2 separate regions of the Sus scrofa genome follow, and region 1 is linked to region 2. Evidence: chromatin contacts called from public Hi-C data. All regions are on one chromosome and are shown on one strand. Each heading gives the region's core, a stretch centred on a gene start, on an enhancer-like site or on the middle of the called end of the contact. The rest is flanking DNA. Distances are from core to core; before and after follow the strand shown.

Evidence for each region. A called contact is a pair of places that touch in the nucleus more often than the background predicts.
Region 1: a Hi-C map of liver shows a contact between it and region 2, with 4 times the contacts expected there. The contact joins two enhancer-like sites. A contact is called at or near these places in 1 of 5 promoter capture datasets (liver), 4 of 47 Hi-C or Micro-C datasets (liver and skeletal muscle) and 1 of 2 datasets of contacts at active chromatin or transcription factors (alveolar macrophages).

The regions. Positions count from the first base shown.
Region 1 is chr9:86,749,326-86,752,025 of Sscrofa11.1, reverse strand. All of the region lies in intron 2 of LOC110255481 (a long non-coding RNA gene), which reads left to right. Among named protein-coding and RNA genes, the nearest start is that of AHR, 240 kb to the right of the region's middle. Within about 2 kb of position 1,390, at least 11 of the 83 cell types and tissues checked have an H3K27ac peak or open chromatin away from gene starts, as enhancers often do. A contact at or near this core is called in liver, where this site is marked.
Region 2 is chr9:86,701,063-86,704,018 of Sscrofa11.1, reverse strand. The region is part of intron 2 of LOC110255481 (a long non-coding RNA gene); the gene reads left to right. Among named protein-coding and RNA genes, the nearest start is that of AHR, 190 kb to the right of the region's middle. Within about 2 kb of position 1,523, at least 7 of the 83 cell types and tissues checked have an H3K27ac peak or open chromatin away from gene starts, as enhancers often do. A contact at or near this core is called in liver, where this site is marked.

The sequences.
Region 1 (2,700 bases), core at 141-2,640, 48 kb before region 2:
AGGCAATTTCATTATTGGGAAGTGAAAATGTCAGAGGCCAAACCATCTTGGGTTGGAAACAATCACCAGGATTGACACTTTTATTTATACAAGTGTAGCCAGGCATCCACCACCAACATGAGATGTAAAATAAAACTGAGAAGTCATCTTCCATCTGAATGCAGGTACTGGGCCCTGGTATGTTATGTTTTTAGGTTAGTAATATGAATGGAGGGGAAGGCAATTAGATTATGACTTTAATAGGGAGAAGAAATGATATTCTGAAAAGGAGATTATATTAGATTGTAATGGATAGAAGGTTATTTAAAATGCATTAAGCAATACTTTGGAGAATATACTGTACCACTTTGGGCAAGTTCCTCCACTTAATCTTCTAGTTCTGCAGCTGTATCTATCCATAATAATTAATCAATTTCCTAAATTATTTTTCCAAATCTATTGCCCTAGTAACATCTCCACTTTTTATATGACTTCCCCTGCCCCCACCCCAAACCCCCATTTCTTGTGTTTAATATTTTCCCTGTCTCTTTCAAGATATTTCATATGTCTAGAGTTCCCATCATGGCTCAGTGGTTAATGGCCTCAACTAGTATCCATGAAGACGTGGGTTTGATTAATGCCTTCCTCAGGGGGTTAAGGATCCAGCATTGCAGTGAGCTATGGGATAGGCTGGCAGCTATAGCTCTGACTGGACTCCCAGCCAGGAACCTTTTTAGAGTGGGCGTGGCCCTAAAAAGACAAAAGAAAAATATATTTCATATGTTTACTTTCAAATCTTGTTTTTGGTTGGTTAATTCTGGTTTAGTAAACACTATACATAATTTTTCCGTTAATTATTATGCTCCTAGGATGCTCAGTGTTGCTCTTGCCTTTGAATTCATATTTCCCAGAGCATGCTAGCAACCTTAAATGGTAATGTGTGAGGAGATCCTCTTGATAAGCTTAGTTGGATGGATGGTTGTTGCTGAATTTTCCCCCCAGGAGAGCTTTTTAAGAAGGCTGGGGCTGGGGAGAAGGACAAAGTGGGAAAATTGGAGGAAGAAATGCTCAGAGGTAAACAAATTTTCTTAATTCATGTTGTTAACACTAAACCTCTCAGATCATCCAGAGCTGTGTCCTAAATCATATTCTGCCACCTCCAGTGGGCACTGGCTGGCTCCTGATTTCCCACTCCATGGTGGTGATGGCAAGGGCAATGATCTGCCCAGAGAGGGAAAAGGACACACAGAAATCCTTCTTCACCCCATCCCTGTGTCCTTGAATCTTGAGCATTGTCTGAGTTCTAGTGGAAGAAGCTGGGAAGGTGGGAGATTGCTGGAGACAGGAGAGTGACAGCTGGTGGATGACTCAGAGGTGTGATTGGACCTTGTGTGTACAAGGGACAAGGAAGTGGATATTTGCGCAACACATATCACTACTTCCTGGTCTTTACTATCAGTAAATTGGTTCCTGAAAACACTTCCTCCCCTCTTCCTCTGTTTCATTACTCTTACCTGAACAGCATAATTCATCCTGCATGGGATGAAAAAATAATTCCAGAACCTTTTCCTTGGACCCTTATCTTCATTGTCCTATGGTTCTCAGGAGGTTATAGGATTGCTAGTGGGTCTTTTGTTTAATTTTATGCTGATGAGTAATTCATTTTATCTTTTAGGCAGCTGATGTGGCAGTTGTATCAACAGGCGTTTATTAAAAAAAATACCAAGTATCTGTAAATCCTTTTGGTAAATATTTGTGAAGTTTCAAAATCCTCACGTCTGATCAGTGTAAATCAGTCTGCAAGACAGTCTCCTACGAAAGCCATTTGGAGACATAAAGCACATTCTGGCCATGGGAACTTCCTCCTGGGGGTGAGGGGTAGGGAATTCAGAAGAGCCTTCAGCAAAGATAAATTAGCTTTCACAGAAGGGGGACACTTTCAGACAATGCCACGAAACTTTATTCAGATCAGGAAATAAAAGCCTCACTTTGGGGAGTGGGAAAGTTGGGGGATCAAAAATCTGGTTTACGTCTGGCTAAATAAAAGTCTGGAAGAGAAGTTTGCCCTTGTATTCTCATAGAACAGAGGCAACATTCTATATAAAGTATTATTATGAGGGAGAGAAATTTAAATGGTTATACAAATTCAAATCTATAAATAAAATAATTCTGCTTTAGAATAACTCTAATATCCATGACATTTTCCTGAATTTGAAACAAGGACAAAAATATCCTTCTTTTTCACTCGAGCCCTCCCTAAAACCAGCTGACTGATTAGCTGAAAAAGAAAAGACGGTAGTAGGAAATAAAATCCCAACTGAGCCAACTCCATGGGCTGGGCTCTAGTATAAAATTAGGAAGAGCTTAGTTTTTCTCCTATCATATTTGAAAATTTCATTATCAAATATTCCTTTCTTACTCACATGTAGGAGATAATTTCTATCCATTTTCAGTTTCATTTTTAAGGTAGTAAAATACAGTCTAAATTGAACTTCTTGTTTTCAGTTTAAAGGTTTTCCCTTTCTCTTGGTCCTGACTCAGAACTTTGGGAAAGGAAGTCGTGTTCCCCTTTTGTTTTTTACTTCATATCTTCCTGAATTGCCATCCTTTGCCTCAGGGTTGGATGGGACATGGGAGTAATATATAAAGGCAGAAAAGTCTTATTTACTTAGCTGGTGCTGTTAGAAGATCTTACTTGGCTCTCAAGTGCTCTCTGGCATG
Region 2 (2,956 bases), core at 274-2,773:
CCTCCCAGTTTCTGAAGTTATAAAAGGGGCTTGTTAAATTTTTCTCCATTTGGAAACTAACTCCAGGGTAATGTTTCTGTTCCACTTGAAAACTATATCCTTCCAGACTAATTTTATGCTAGCTAACCTCCACATTAACCATAGTAAATAAATATGTCTTTGATATTAACTTTAAAGTTCTCTAGATAAAGTTCTTTGTATGAGATGGAGCTCAGCTGTACCTCAAAACCTATCCCTGGGTCTTTCAACCTGAGGTTTGTACTGTAATAATGTTTTCTTTGGCTCATAGCATTTTGCATTAATATCAGTTCTTTCTTGTTTGTCCTCTAGCCTCTGTTGCTTTGGCTTTGGTTTCCAGCAGTCAGTATTTTATGTATTACATGGACGGGTTTTCAATTAGAGTATCCCAAGCATATCTTCCAAACGGGAGGCAAAACTATTTATCATTTTTTTTTTTTTGGTATTGAGGTAATAATAATAAGTAGTCACACATGTAATTATCTTTATATTGGTGATAGGGTAATTAATAATTTCACAGGTTCTGTCAGACACAATGACCTCTTTGTCTAACAGTCCTTTGTAATCTCCTCTTATTTGTCGGAAATGAAATTTGCTGTGGAATATACAAATCTACTTATACATGTAATTTAAAATAATACATATTACCATAATATAAAGGAATATGAAGAAGTATAAGAAAAGTGCTTTATAACAAAATACATATGCCAATATGTACACGCACGTCACCATTTCACTAAAAAAGACCCAGTTTCCACATTTCCCTGAAGAGACTAGAACAATCAGCCTTGTTTCTTTGCGAGGCACTGCCGGTAGCATAATCTTCCTACTGTAGCGCTCAATCCTAACCCTCACTCCCACCTCAAATTCTCCATCTTTCATTTCATTTATATTCCACCACTGTGTCCAGTTTTTCCAACATGAGCTGCTTCTCAGCTGTTCCAGCTGCTTCTCTCAATGTTGGTAGACAGCTGGTATAGTTTAATTCTTACTTTGGAGTTTGAAGCAAACATATTCTCTCAAGTAAAGGAAAGTTCTTGTTAAATCGAGGAGTCTCTTAAGGTAGTGGGCAGGGCCTGCTGAATACAGTGCCTGTTGAAAACAGTCTTGGAAAAGGACCATTAAAAACAAACAAACAAACAAAAAAAAACATGTTTCATTTCTTAGCTTTCACTGGTCTGGTTTAGCATCAAGGAGCTGGGAACCTTGGATCCTACAAAAAAGTTCTAGTTTCTTTCTTTTGCTAGGCTTCTGATCTGACAGCTCTGGCTGTAGCAGTTCTAGGCAGCCAAAATTGTTAAAATTTTAACAGTCTGACCTCTGACAGAAAACAAGCTGATCTATTACAGATTGAAAGAAAGTTCATTTGAGATCCATGTGAATTACTCTTTTTCCCCCAAACTATTTACTCATTATATATTTAAAGGTCACCAGTCCACATCAGTGTTTCAACTTGCTGGGAATTTATTCACTGCTGGTAACTTAAAAGAGGCCGCCCTGTTTTTCATTACTGGTTGGTATTTTTTTCTGTTGAGCTCTGACCTTCTAACTGAGAAGCAGCATAGGATAGCTTGGTTTCAACATTCTGAATATTCCCGAGATGACCATTGGAACAGGATGCAAGGTTACCTCCTTCAGAAACCAACATTATCCTAAACAAAAGACTCATATTTTTGCCACAATGGGCAGATCTGATGGGTGTAAGTTTCAGTTAAATCATTGCCACATCTCTGTGTGAGCAGATAAATTGATCCCTTTCAATAATTTATTTTTATTTTCTCTTTAGAAACACTGCTGTTTGGATGGAAGAATAAAGAGTTATCAATAGTTTTCACCCCGTGGTGAGATCATGTGTGATGTCCTTTTGCTTGATTAGGCTCTGCCATATTTTAAAACTTGTCACTATAAACAATATTTTTTTTTTTTTAGTAATTACAAACAAATCTGCCATGTATTATCACAATTATAATCAATACTTTAAATTTTTTGTTCCACATGAGTCTTTCATTATCAATTATTCTAGGTAAGGCACTTGAGGAAGAACTGTAGTGAGGCTCTAGTGCTTCTGACACTTCAAAATGCATAACAGTCACCTGGGATATTTTTAAAATACAGAGTCTGATTCAGTAAATCTGTGATGGGGCCTGAAATCCTATATTAACCATACAAAATCCTTGGTGATGCCGACACTGCTGATCTAATAACCATACTTGGAAGTCTCTGATCATTGGTTTCAAACTTTGGTCACAAGAAAATCACCTGGAAATCTTGTTAAACTGCAAATTGCTGTCCCCCCTCCTACCCACTCCACCAGTTTCTGATTTAGTATGTCTGGGGTTGGGCCTGAGGATTTGCATTCTAAAGTACCCAGCTGATGGCAGAGGTTGCTTCAGAATCTCTGTAATCCCTGCTCCAGAGCCTTGTGATCAAAGCCTGGTTCCCAGACAGCATCCGCATCACTTGGGAGCTTGTTAGAAATGCAGAGTTTTAGGCCCTAGTCCATACCTAAATCAAACCCTGCATTTTAATAAGATCCTCAGGTGACTTCATGCATTACAGTTTGAAAAATATCACCTAGACAATTTCTTAGTTCCTCTTCATCGGTGACTCTCAACTTATCTAGTTCTTACCATCAACTTCGGAGCTCTTAAAAAGTCCTGCTGCTCTGAGGGTGAACCTCAGCATAATTCCATCAGATTTTCTGCGGCTGGGGCCAAAGTATCACTAGTTTCTAAAACTCCCCAGGGGAGTCCAATGCACAGTCAAATTCGGGAACTGCACTGTAGTTGGAAATGGAGAGGTAGTCATCTTGTTATTTGCCAAAAGATGGGGGCTTGGGGGGCACTTAGTTTCCCTGTTGCACTTTGTTAGATAATGTATCATCAGCCATTGGGCCACCATGAAGGATTCTGGGCCAGAACATTAAATTGCTTTGATA